2 separate regions of the Danio rerio genome follow, and region 1 is linked to region 2. Evidence: chromatin contacts called from public Micro-C data. All regions are on one chromosome and are shown on one strand. The core of a region is the stretch at or near the end of the contact, and the rest is flanking DNA. Distances in the headings are between cores, read along the strand shown. Region 1 holds the start of tbc1d15 (TBC1 domain family, member 15). Region 2 overlaps swap70b (switching B cell complex subunit SWAP70b).

Evidence for each region. Hi-C and Micro-C count contacts between places; a contact is called where the count stands out from the background.
Region 1: a contact with region 2 is called in a Micro-C map of caudal fin, with 8 times the contacts expected there. The contact joins the promoter of tbc1d15 here to the enhancer-like site in region 2. A contact is called at or near these places in 2 of 18 Hi-C or Micro-C datasets (caudal fin and an unstated tissue).

The regions. Positions count from the first base shown.
Region 1 is chr18:18,401,175-18,407,384 of GRCz12tu, forward strand. It overlaps tbc1d15 (TBC1 domain family, member 15), which reads right to left and starts at 3,062. Exons shown (of 17, transcript NM_001172625.1): 1 at 3,024-3,062; 2 at 1,339-1,434. The coding sequence starts at 3,047. It overlaps chtf8 (CTF8, chromosome transmission fidelity factor 8 homolog (S. cerevisiae)), which reads left to right and starts at 4,174. Exons shown (of 3, transcript NM_001044336.3): 1 at 4,174-4,420; 2 at 4,514-4,631. The coding sequence starts at 4,398.
Region 2 is chr18:18,264,153-18,270,533 of GRCz12tu, forward strand. swap70b (switching B cell complex subunit SWAP70b) reads right to left here. Exons shown (of 12, transcript NM_001044986.1): 8 at 5,638-5,745; 9 at 4,925-5,091; 10 at 1-141. Among named protein-coding and RNA genes, the nearest start is that of swap70b, 33 kb to the right of the region's middle. Within about 2 kb of position 3,104, at least 5 of the 62 cell types and tissues checked have an H3K27ac peak or open chromatin away from gene starts, as enhancers often do.

The DNA of each region.
Region 1 (6,210 bases), core at 1,812-4,311, 140 kb after region 2:
ATTAAACAAATGATCATACAGAAATCTATGTGGGAATCCACAAAAATTAATTAATTAATTCATTTTGCTTTAGCTTAGACCATTATCAATCAGGAGTCGCCACAGTGGAACGAACCGCCAACTATTCTAGCATATATTTTACACAGCGGATGCCCTTCCCTCTGTAAAGCAGTATCCAAAAAATATTAAGCATAATTATTTTATTACATAAAGGGGCAGAACGTAGTGCAACTGTGTTTAAGCACAGCTTTTCAGCCGAGATGCAGCTGATTCGAAGCGACAACACTGTCGGCTTTTATTGTCCCTAGTACTTTGATGTTGATTTAAAGTGCCTTTACAATCACTATTAAGCATCACATAAGACTGAGACTACAGTTTTAGGAACTAAAAATTCATTTTTCCATGGCAGGAATACATTTCATTAATGTTTCATACGTTGCAGTGGGAAAATATCTATCTATCTATTTTTAATATGTTTTTAACTCATAATAAATTCACTGTATTTTTGAGTAAAGCCTTGGGGAATTTATTTATATTTTTTTAATTTTGCGATGTGCACTGTTTTTGCAGTGTATTAGCTGCCCTAACATAACAATTACACAAGAATGTGGTATAACGTCCTATGCGTGACTGACTGGCTTGGTAATGAGTCAAACAGTGTAAAAACATATTTAGTGTTATGGATGTGGATTATGGATGTGACATTTGCGGTAAACCTTAAAACACAAATACACAGAGAAAGTATATACTTTAACATTATATTCAAACATCTGTATATTTTTCAAAACAACTAACCACAGAGTTATGGGATCAGAAAAATATCAATCTGTAAACATTTTTTATATTTTAATTGAGAAAAACAAACATGCATTATGAATATGACCAAAAAAGTTTGCAAGTTTACAGTACACAAAATACTTTGTAGAAATTCTGTGAATTAAACTGCACAACCCAAAAGAAATGATGCTAATCAAAAAGATAAGACTCGGCTTACTACAGAACAAAAATGACTAATTTCATTTTATTTTACATTTTTGCATTTATGAGGAAAAAACTTGGGTACGGACATGACGTCTCTCCAATATAGATGTGACAGATGTGAAATCGCCACTTGTGTGATTTTGGTAAATTAAGTATAATAGTTTGAAAACATTGACACATTTTTGAGTATCTTTAAAGTAGTCTAAAATACTTGCTTACACAAAAAATGTAGGAAAGGGTTTTGCTATTTTGGTGAAACCCTGATTTTTTATCATGACAAGGTTGACAATTGCATATATATTGCTCATATATAAAATCATTCGCAAAGAAAAAAACAACAACTGAAAACCACCAAACCTTCTCAACAATCCTCAGGAATCCTGATATTAAATCCTGATCCTCGGATTCATCTGGAGACGAGTGAATAAAAACTCCCTCATGTTCAAACACCACCTGCATAACAAAACAATAATTATCGATTGATGGAGCATTAGATTGATCAAGTATTAGAGATCAGAAACATTATTCTTTTTAAATGGGACAGCAAACAAACATTTCAAGATCTTGTTTCAGTTCTCCATTCACTGTGCCTTATAAGGTAAGGTAGTCTGAGGTTTGCATTTAAAAGGATGGTTTGTCCAAAATGTAACTCACGCTCAATACATCAGGCATTGAACAAACATTGAAAGGCAAAATTAATATTTTACACTGACTGCTGAAGTTATATGTAGACTTTAAGTAACATTGTTATACATAATGTCAGGTTTCTGGCACAGACCATTTGTGTCTGTACACAAGAGCTCTATGTATCACAAGGAGTTGTGGGTTTTAATTTTGTTTCGCCCGTATGTCATTGTTTTTTTTTGTGTGTGTGTGTCAGTTAGGGTAGCCTTTGATTTGACATCCAAGACACTTTCAGCTCAAAATCTTCAATGTTTTTCTGGAAGAAAGTCATCAACATCTTGAATAGCTTGAGATTGAGTAAGCTGGCAGTTTTTATTGTTGAGTGACCCATCTATCCCTTTAAGGAATTAACAGCTGTTGATTCCACACAAACAAGTTCTTGCAAACTTCCTTAAATTAAAAATAGACATACCTAGGCAGAAAAACTGAGAAAACTGAGAAAACATGAGATATTCATATTTGAACTGTATATGGTGTAATTTTATGGTGATATGGTAAAATAAAAATCACGGTTGGCAAAACACTTGCTCATCTATGAGAAGCAACACGAGAAAACGATAAAAGCGAAAATACTGAGGTAAAGTTGGTTTTATATTCGCACTTCTTTGACAAGTGACAAGCTCTCTATATTGTTTACCATGGTACTTTGATATTCCGCATGAAATCACATGCAGGTATGATAAAAAAAAAAAAAACATTAGCACAATTTGACTTTGAACAATGTTGTACTTTAACAGACATTGGCTGCTAACGTGATTTTGCCATTTTAAATTAGCAAATATTACTTTGCTGAAAATATATTATTTAGGAGAAAGTCTGAATATGCGAACATAAAACCAACTTTATCTCAATAGCGAACATGAGGTTCTGGTACACAATATCATAAAACTGACTACTAGATTTCTCATGGACCTGTCAGTACGTAAAGCAGCAGACAAACTGTCCAGCACGTAGTCAAAAATATGTTTATGATGTTCATAAATCTACTAGCCAGTTCATGACTCAACACTAGCTAAAGCACAGGCACAACTCTCCCATTATTTGTTTTACTGGCCACGCGTTTTAAACACGATCGATATTGAAGCTGTGGCGTTATCAACACCAGAGACGCCTCTTCTGACGTCCGTGTTTTTCACAGTTTGATCAGCTGTATGTCAGTGTTTGGCTGCTAGCAGTCAGGCTAACTGTTGCTAAACACAGCAGCTTCCTAGATCAGTGTATCATCTATTCCTCAACACCGACGGCTCAAAACTAGTCAAACACAAAACCCTATTAAAGACCCACATAAAAATACTTGTAAACCCGAATAATATATAGTTTTGACCGAGTATTCGCTTGAAAAGCAGCATGCTCTGTACCTTGGGAGGAGTTGTGGCCGCCATGTCGACTGCTAAATAGACGACGTAGCACCGCTCACGTGCCTGTCAGCGACCCACAACAACACTGACGAGTCATTTTCCGCATGGCCAACGACGCGCAAGCGCACTGCCATCGTTAGCAATAGCATAATAATAATTATATTATATTATTATATTACATCATTAGCAATAACAAGAAGATGAAGAAATGAATAAAGTTGTTGCAATGGTTGGGATTTTGTATTTTCCTTTCATATTATAGTACTTCCGCCAAAATGTAAATTTCAGATGAAATTACATTCGAGCTTTGCCTTTATTGCTGTAGTAAAAGTGTTTTTGATTCGCCAAACATATAATAATGATACGAAGAAGAAAGAAAGAAAGAAAGAAAGATAGAAAGAAAGAAAGAAAGAAAGAAAGAAAGAAAGAAAGAAAGAAAGAAAGAAAGAAAGAAAGAAAGTTAGTTGTTGGAATAAGTTGTTGCAATGGTTAACTATGCTTTGTATTTTTCTTTTGTATTATATTAATTTTGCCAAAATTGAAATGCCATTATTACATTCGAATTGTGCCTTTATTACCTCTTTGAGAATAAACAATGGTTTTCAGAATAGTAAAAGTGTGTTTTTGGACGCACCAAACACATTATTTGTAAGAAAATAATTTTAATTGTACTATTCTCAATTAAACAGGAATCACAATCTATTTTAAGGTCTTTGAAGGAAAAATACCTCAAAATAATCTACTGAGCTTTTGACGTAAAATTATTAATCTAAAAACAACTTAAAGTGTAAGTTTATCGAAAAATGAAATATATTTTACTCACTATTGAATCACCCTAAGTTAGTTCTAAAACCTTAACGAGTTTCTTTATTTTGTTAAACGCTAAAGAGGAGATTTTGAAGAATGTTGAAAACTAAAGTAAAAAAAACAAATACTATTGAAGTCAATATCTACAGATTCCCGCTTTTTACAAAGTAAAGAAAGAAAGAAAGAAAGAAAGAAAGAAAGAAAGAAAGAAAGAAAGAAAGAAAGAAAGAAAGAGAAGGAAACTTAAACAGGTTTGAAACAAGTGAAGGGTGACAGAATTCTGCTTTTCAAACGATCCTTGATTGCCCTCTAGTGGTACATGTTCCAAAGGAACTTTTATTTTGAAAAACACGTCCAACTGGCGGGAATCTTGCGTGCCAAAAGATCTTGCAGAATACACGGACAGGACATGCGAGTGTGTTTACTTCCTTTTGTAATTATCAGTGAAGTTATGTAGACACGGTCAGTCGTGAAGGTTATATCTGACTTCTTTTATCAGCATTTCAGATGAGAAGTTCTACAAAATAGAAAGAAGTGTGTGATTTGAGGAACATATCCTGACACAGAATGGTTCAAATAGTCATCTCGAGGTTGGTGTGAAGACTTGCCTTGTCTTAACTTACCTAATCTAACAATATTGTCTTAAAAGTGCTTGTTTAACAGAGTTTCGATATATTTCTCAGTAATGCCGGTGAAAGCCCTGCTGAGTGGCTGTTGGTGGAGCTGCAGGGAGAAATGGTGTCCAGACAAAACACTGGACTAGCAGGAAATCTGATGGGGGACCTGCACTACACTAAAGAGGTTAGTCCTTCTGTAATAACTGGACATGTTCCAGAGCTAAATACGATAAATGAATAATAAAAAGGTTTTCCAAATTCCACCATTAAAGGACACCTATTTTAACCCTTTTTCAAGATTTAAGATGAGTCTTTTGTGTCTCCAGAATGTCTGTAAAGTTGCAGCTCAAAACACCCATCAGATTATTTATTATACCTTTCAAAAGATTTTCTGTTCAGAATTTTCTGCTCTGAAAACATTTTAGCTGTTTTTGTTGCCTGTGCCTTTAATGATGGTTATCCCCGCCCAGCGTTCCCACGTGTCTGTCAGTAGCTGTTTCCATCCAAAACTTGAATGAACTTTATGCACAAAACTGGATTATCGAATAAAGCAGCGTTTCCATCCAACGAGTAAAAGCGAACAAACTCGTCACTTCCTGATTAACTGGCGCCAAATATCAACAGTAAAAACAGAATTTACTTGGGTAGGAGAAGCTGCATGAATCTTTTTCTTATTTATTTCTAATTAATTACTTGCATCTCAGAAGGCAATCCTGACACGCAGTGAATGCGTGGTGTCGTTTAAAGGCGTGAGACGTGGAGCACAGACACTTTTGATTCTGGAGGTATTTAATAATATAAAAAAACTATTAATGAAACGGTTAATGTGTTTTAGAATGACCAAAACAACATTTCAGTTTTACAATGTGCTAAGCCTGCTGGTTTATCCATACACACACATTTTTATCATCAAATGATTTTTTTAAAGTGCATACTGGAATTTGTTCTGTAAAAGTGTTTCTATCATAGTTTATGCGCATCTTTTCTTATCGAATAAAAGGTTTATCTTACTAAGTTTTGCGCATATTATTTTATGCATATTATTAAACAGCACAATGACAGATATAAGGAAAGCAGATCTCACATAACGTTTGTAAGAAACTTTCCAAATGATTTGATGTGTTTGTTGTGGAGTTAATTCAAGCCTTTCTGCAGCAATGAGTCGCACACAATGTCGTTACAAAGTTCGCGCACACACACACACACACACACACACACACACACACACACACACACACACACACACACACACACACACACACACACACACATTTAACTTTGCAAAGCAAATGTAACAGGACACAAGTTAATATCCACTGCTGTATGGATATCCATCATGTTAATGTTTAAAATAAACCTGACTTAAAGTCCACAAACAGGGATTGAAGTGTCTTTATTTATAATTGACACAGCTGTGGTGATAAATTAAAGACGGTAAAATTGTTGTAATTCATTACAAACATGCATTGTTTTAAAAACGTGTTAAACTTGTAAAACTCATTCTTCATCACATTTAATGATGATTGATGATCACAGTGAGCTGAACAGATCTTTTAATCCCAGTTGGGCCGGAAAACCACACTCCTACATCACATTGTGGTGGACCTTAAAATGGGAGGGATTTGGATTCTATTTTAATGTCAGGAAATTAAAAAAAGAGACTTGTTGTCTTTATACCACCCCAGTGTGACTGTGGACACACTACACCAACACACAGTTCTGTCCAAACAGCTTACAAAAGATGATTTTTATCATAGGTTCCC
Region 2 (6,381 bases), core at 1,854-4,353:
GCGGACTCTAAAGCGCTCTCCTTGGCCAGACGCTCTCGCTCCAGCTCCTGCTTCTCTGCCTGTGTCTGAGAAATGGTCTGCTGCTGATAGAGGTGAATCTCCTCCAGCTCTGCACGCTTGGACACTTCCTCCTCCAGCAGCCTGCAGACACAGAAAAACACATGCTCATATCTGCACGTGCCAATACACAGCTCCTTTACATCTTTATTAGATCTAAAGAGGTAGTGACTAATAGAAGATTGTAGGGAGTAAGCAGAATACCCTATTAATTACCACAAAACAAGTATATATTACAAATGATTTGTCATCGTATCTTAGTGAGATACTACTGACAGGATTGTGCAAAATGTATAATTCATGAAACAAGTCATTCTTGTCCTTGATTCTGATTGGTTGAGCATCACATTGTAATCAGAAGGCCCCACCCACCGAACAATCCAACCTATTCCATTGAGTTAGTATTGTGGGAAGCTGTCTCCTTGCCATTTCTGACGAACAACAAAGAGCAAACAATGTCTAAAAACTGCTATGTGACAAGGTGAATAGTAAGCAAGCTAAAAAAACCTAAAACAATGTTTTCCTGACCCACCAAAAATGACACAATAACAGAGAGCAGCGTGTAATATTTATTAGAAAACAACTGTTATGCCCACAGCAATGAAATGTAGTTGGCGAGAGGAAACATTCATCATTTTTAACCATCTCAAAGGATTGTTGCGGAAATGAGGCGAAGGAGATATATAGAGAAAGTGAAATGTATTAGTCAATATCAGTGGTAGGGGACCTATGGCTCTCAAGCCACATGTGGCTCTTCGAGCAAAAATCCATGGTTCTCCAGCTGTCTCAATAATATTTTACAGTTTAAAAAATTATAACCAATCACTAGAAATCAGTTTCCTATTGAAAATACAATTACAATTTTTACGTTTCGACTAATACACGTGAGCAGAGCTGTGGATAAACTTTAATCGTGACACCAATAAAGGGCTAATGTGTGTGCGTGGTTACCATATAAACATACGTTGTTTTGTCTTTTGTTTACTCAATAATATTATTTTTGTTCTTTAAAACTAGTGAAAATGAATATAATAACAATAATATATGTTCTTTAAAACTAGCCAAAATTACTGCCGCATATTTATTTTGAATAATTTCAAGCAACTATGTGTTTTTTATAAAAGTAAATTGTTTGTTTATTTTAAATTGTTTTGCTTTTCAAAAAAAAAAAAAAAAAAGAGTTTATTTACCAGAATAAATGTTCTTTCTTCATTCATGGACTTGCTCAACATGACGATGCTTCATATATGTTTATTTTTGAGTTGTGCATGAACATAAATAAAGGTTTAGTTTAAACCTGTTTTATTTATAGTAGTCGTATCTTATTGGGGTAAATATATGCGTATATATATATATATATATATATATATATATATATATATATATATATATATATATATATATATATATATATATATATATACCCCAATGGGTCTTTTAAAAAATGAATTTGGCAAAAATATCAGAAATGGCTCTTTGCTGAAAAAAGTTTACCCACCCCTGGTCTATGTTATGACCCCTTTTCCCTACTTCTTTAGTTGGAGAAATGATCCAACTCCATGCGAAACAATTTAATATTTACAACTTTTTTGTGGGTGTGGCCTAAATGCACTCTCTCTATTCTGTATTGTAATCTTTTTGTAAAAACACCACTTTTTTAAATACATGTGCTTTACCTCAGAATTACTGTCTATAAACAGCAAATTATGACCAAAACAAATTTGTGATGTGATGATACAAATGTGATGATAATAATGTGATAAAAATATAAAAAGCTATAGTTTAAAAAAAATGACTTTATTACAGACTATAATTCTGTATCCTGTTTACTCTTTTGATAAGAGATGCCCAAAGTTGGGCCCATGGGCCAAAATTGGCCAATTGTAACCTTTGATTTGCCCACCATCCCATCTGAGAAGAAAGTGAAAATGATGGAGAGGGGCAAATGCCTTTAACAAAGAGATCAGAGAACATAGAGATCGACTTAACATATTTTTATTTCTTTGTTTTATAGCAGAGCTACAAAAGAGCAAACAAATTAAATGTTTTAATGAAATGTTTTATATGAATAAGATTTTTTTCCTGTACTGGGTACTGCTGGAATGGCATCCGCTGCGTAAAACATATGCTGGAGTAAAGAAATAAAGGAAAATGAATGAATGGATTTGATTTTTTAAAATGTAAATACTGTCACTCAATGGATAGAGAATTATGCAGACAATGTTGGCGAGTAAATCAAGCCAATGTCTGCAAAGACAGTGTAATTCTGTTATAAATTAGATTGTTTTCATTTTTACTGTTAATAAGTTCATTATAAAATGTTAAAAATGTACTGTAAATCACCCATGGCAACTATGTTTATCTTTGGCCCACTAGCCTTAATCAAGTTTGGTTTTTGGCCCTTCATAAGAAAAAGTTTGGGCACCCCTGCTCTTGATTCATAGGCATGAGATGATAACCGTTTTCAAGGTATACCGCGGTTTGGAAAGGTCAAGGTTTTAAAAACCGCCAAAGTTTCCTGTAATACCGTTTCTAAGGTATGTGTAATAACAGTATCTCCAGCATAAAAATATCCAAAGATGCCATTTTAAAATGTAAAGAAATCTGTTATTGAAGCAAATGAAGACAGCAGAAGTCAATGACTCATTTGACATGTTCATTTGACATGTTTACTGTTCCAAAATATTATACAAAAATGTTTTAAAAAAATAAAATATATTGTTTTCAAAGAGGAAAAAAGTTTTTGTTTTTTACCCAGACATTTACAAATAATGTATTTTAGAGCAGTGAGCACAATACCATGATACAGTGAAACCGGGGTATTTTTATCCAAGGTTATCATACCGTCAGAATCTTATACTGGACTATGCCTATTCATACTCAGGATGTTTTGTGTGATTCATAATTCAGTTCTGAATAACTCACAAACCTTGCATTTACAGATTGTTCACATGTTGAAATTGAAACTGACTGTCAGTAGTTCCCACAATTGTGAGTCGTTCATAAAGCTTGAAGTAAATGTAAGATTCTTTTAACAGTTTACAAACTCACATTTGACCTGCTGTATAAACAAAATACACATTTTAACAATGACTAAAAGATTATGGATGTGGGAGTGTGAAAATGAGGGGGATTCACACACTGGTTATAAAAGCAATTGTGTGTTTAGTAAAGTGATGAGCTGGTGATTGGTCAGCACAAACACAGGAAGACTGCTGGTTTTTGTAGGGTGAGACAGGGAACAGGAACTGCAGACGTGAACAGACGTCTCAGACATCCTCATGTGTTTGTGATGCTTCTCTAACTTCCCACCTTACAAGGAAATAGACGGTCCTCTGTAAACTGACCTGATCCAGGTGTCACATGACCTTACTTTTTAAAGTTTGATCAAGCCATAACTGCACAGCTATGCTATACAGTAGTCAATTTAAGGTGGACAAAAAAGTTTTTAGGACAAAAATGTTTTTTTTTTTCAATAGTGTTTGGACAATTTTGGTGAAAGGTTTTGATCCACTTGAAATGTTGACTGTAAAAGTATTTTTTTGTGTGTGTGTCTAATTGTTTTATCAAAACACATTTAGAGTATATTTAAATTATTTTTATTATTATTATTAATGAAGCATAGGCAAAACAGCCCAAATGTTTTTAAATGCTTTAAAAAAGCCAGAAAACATGACGAACATGAAGGGCTCTATCATAAGATGTGTTTAGACGTGTTTTTACTATTTTAAGACCAGCGCAACCCTAAATTTCACATGTTGCGCCACAGTGTTTAAATAGCGAATCCATTTGCACCACTTGTGGACTCATGGCTGTGTCGGTCTAAAAAAGAGGTATGTTAAGGCGCATTGTTGGCACGTTGCTATTTTGAAAAACTAAAATAAAATGTGCCATTGACCAACTAAAATCTGGTATAGTTCAGTGCAGAGCATGTTGGTAATGCGCCTATGTGGATTCAAATGCTTATACATTGCTACACACAGGACGTACAGCAATACACAAATATCTTTACATATGAAAAAAATTAAAGGATTAAAATGTTACAAAAAATATTATTTTCTACATAAATATAAAAACCAATACCCCTTTTCAGCTTTTTCCAGTTTATTCATGACAATTTGCATTTGTATAATGTTATTATTTTTAGCAGTGTTATCTATAAGCAGTAATTCAAAAACGCTTTGTTGATGTCAAGAATTAAATGGTTGATATGGAGGATGCATGACCTGTGAATGAATAAATGTCAAAAAGGCATCAGAATTTCATAACTTTCTAGCCATGCTTGGATTCTTTTTCTAACCATTATCAGGTTCCAATCGGATATGCAACAACTACAAAAAATGGTTTATGATCAAGTTATTTTGTATCCATATATTAAAATACAATGCTAAAATTTCAAATTTCATCAAGATAAATTCAAGACATTTTGAAGACCAAAAAAGTGCTTTAGTAGTTTGAAGGGAACACAAAATGTCATTATGTTCTCCAAATGCAAATTTATAGGGAGCAGACTTATATTACTTAAACAGACATACTTAAGACTTATATTTCTCATTTTACATTAAAAAAAAGTTGACTTTGTTGAGATATATGTATTCCATAAAGAAAAAGACTGAGCATGGATTATCAGGCCTGTGAAAGTAAAGCAAGATAAACTGCATTTAATTTAGTCCGTAGTTATTCATTTACAGTTGTGTTAGCTGAACTGCGGAGCTCAGAGCATATTTGGAATTAACAATTTGTTTCCACAACCTCAGCCTGTTATAATAATTGGTATCCTTTTTTCATTTATTACCCCTCAATAATTAATCATATGAAATATAATTCACTCCACATTTTAAAGCCAACAAAAAAAAAGCCAGCATACCTGGCCTGTAGTTTTCGGACAGTTTCCTCATCCTGTCTGGCCTGTCTTTCCTCCTCCAGTGCTTCTTCTAAGCTGTGGTACATGTTCTCCAGTTCACGGACGCGCTGCAGATACTGCTCTAGCTCATTGGACTTCTGAGCCACCTGTTCCTCCATTTGCTGTCGTACCTAAGACACAAAGAGAAAAAAGTTTAGTAAAATAATAATAAATAAATCAAAAAGAAAAATAAAAAATAAATTTTGTAAATATTCTGTAATAAAATAAGCAAATATGTATTTTTTAACTGTCAAAATTGTCAAAAAACACTGGACCCCATTAATTATATATATATATATATATATATATATATATATATATATATATATATATATATATATATATATATATATATATTGGAAAAACAAGAAGACAAATGTAATTTTTGGCTTAGCAACTTCAAAAACTTCACAAAATCAAATGAATGATTATAATCTTGATTAGAGAAAATGAGGCTTTGTTTAGGTGTCAAAATTGTGTGCTTCAACGTTTCAGATATTTATAGCCAAAAGCAGAACTTCTGCTGCAGTGTACTTCCTGTAATATTCAAAAATGGACCTGTTGGGCTGAGGTAATCTAGCACCCTATTGGTCAAAATAACCTCTCTAGACACATGACATCAAAACGCATGTTGAAGTTTGCTAGCCAGACAGTGAACAAGCAGAGCAAACAAATACCATTTTCTCTTTCTCCATTTCCAGCCGATACAGATCCTGCAGCTCGTTCTGGGTCTGCAGACGTCTGCGTTCCTCGTCTGCTGCATTGGCTGCTGCCTCCTCCAGTTTCTGTGCAACACAAAGACGTTTTTCATTTGTAAAGTACCAAGATACTCATCAGGTTCAACTGGATTTTGAGCCACTTGTCTCACTGGATCGGAAACCTAGAATGCAAATGCTCAGACATAGAAACTTCTGTTTTATGGTCTGTAAACAGCAGGTATTTCAGCAAGCCAAAAACAAACTAGATTTTTTAAAAAAAAATGTTTCTCAAGATAAAATTTTAAGTGGGCTTCAAAAAGCTAGCAAGAATTTTCGAAAAGCTAGAAGTGTAGATTTTAAGTATAAACTTATGGATTTAGATTCAAGTAGTTTTCTGTTTGAAGAAGTTTTAAAACAGAAATTTGAAGGTCCTTTTTAAGGCCATGCAGTTAATCAGGCCTGATGTCACAAGGAAACGTAACTATTTTACGTTGTGTCAGTTCAGTGGCTAATTCGTATGAGTTCAGTCATACGAAATCGTGCAATTTTTTTTTAACTAGTATTCTTAAAGTGGAATTTAGAGGCTTAACTGGGATTTACTGGGATTTTCTAAGTGTGGTACCCAACACCGCCCCTAAAATAAAGCGTCATTGGGGTATGAGCAAATCATACTAAATTATACAAATGAGATTGTACGAATTCATATGAAACAGCCACTAAATC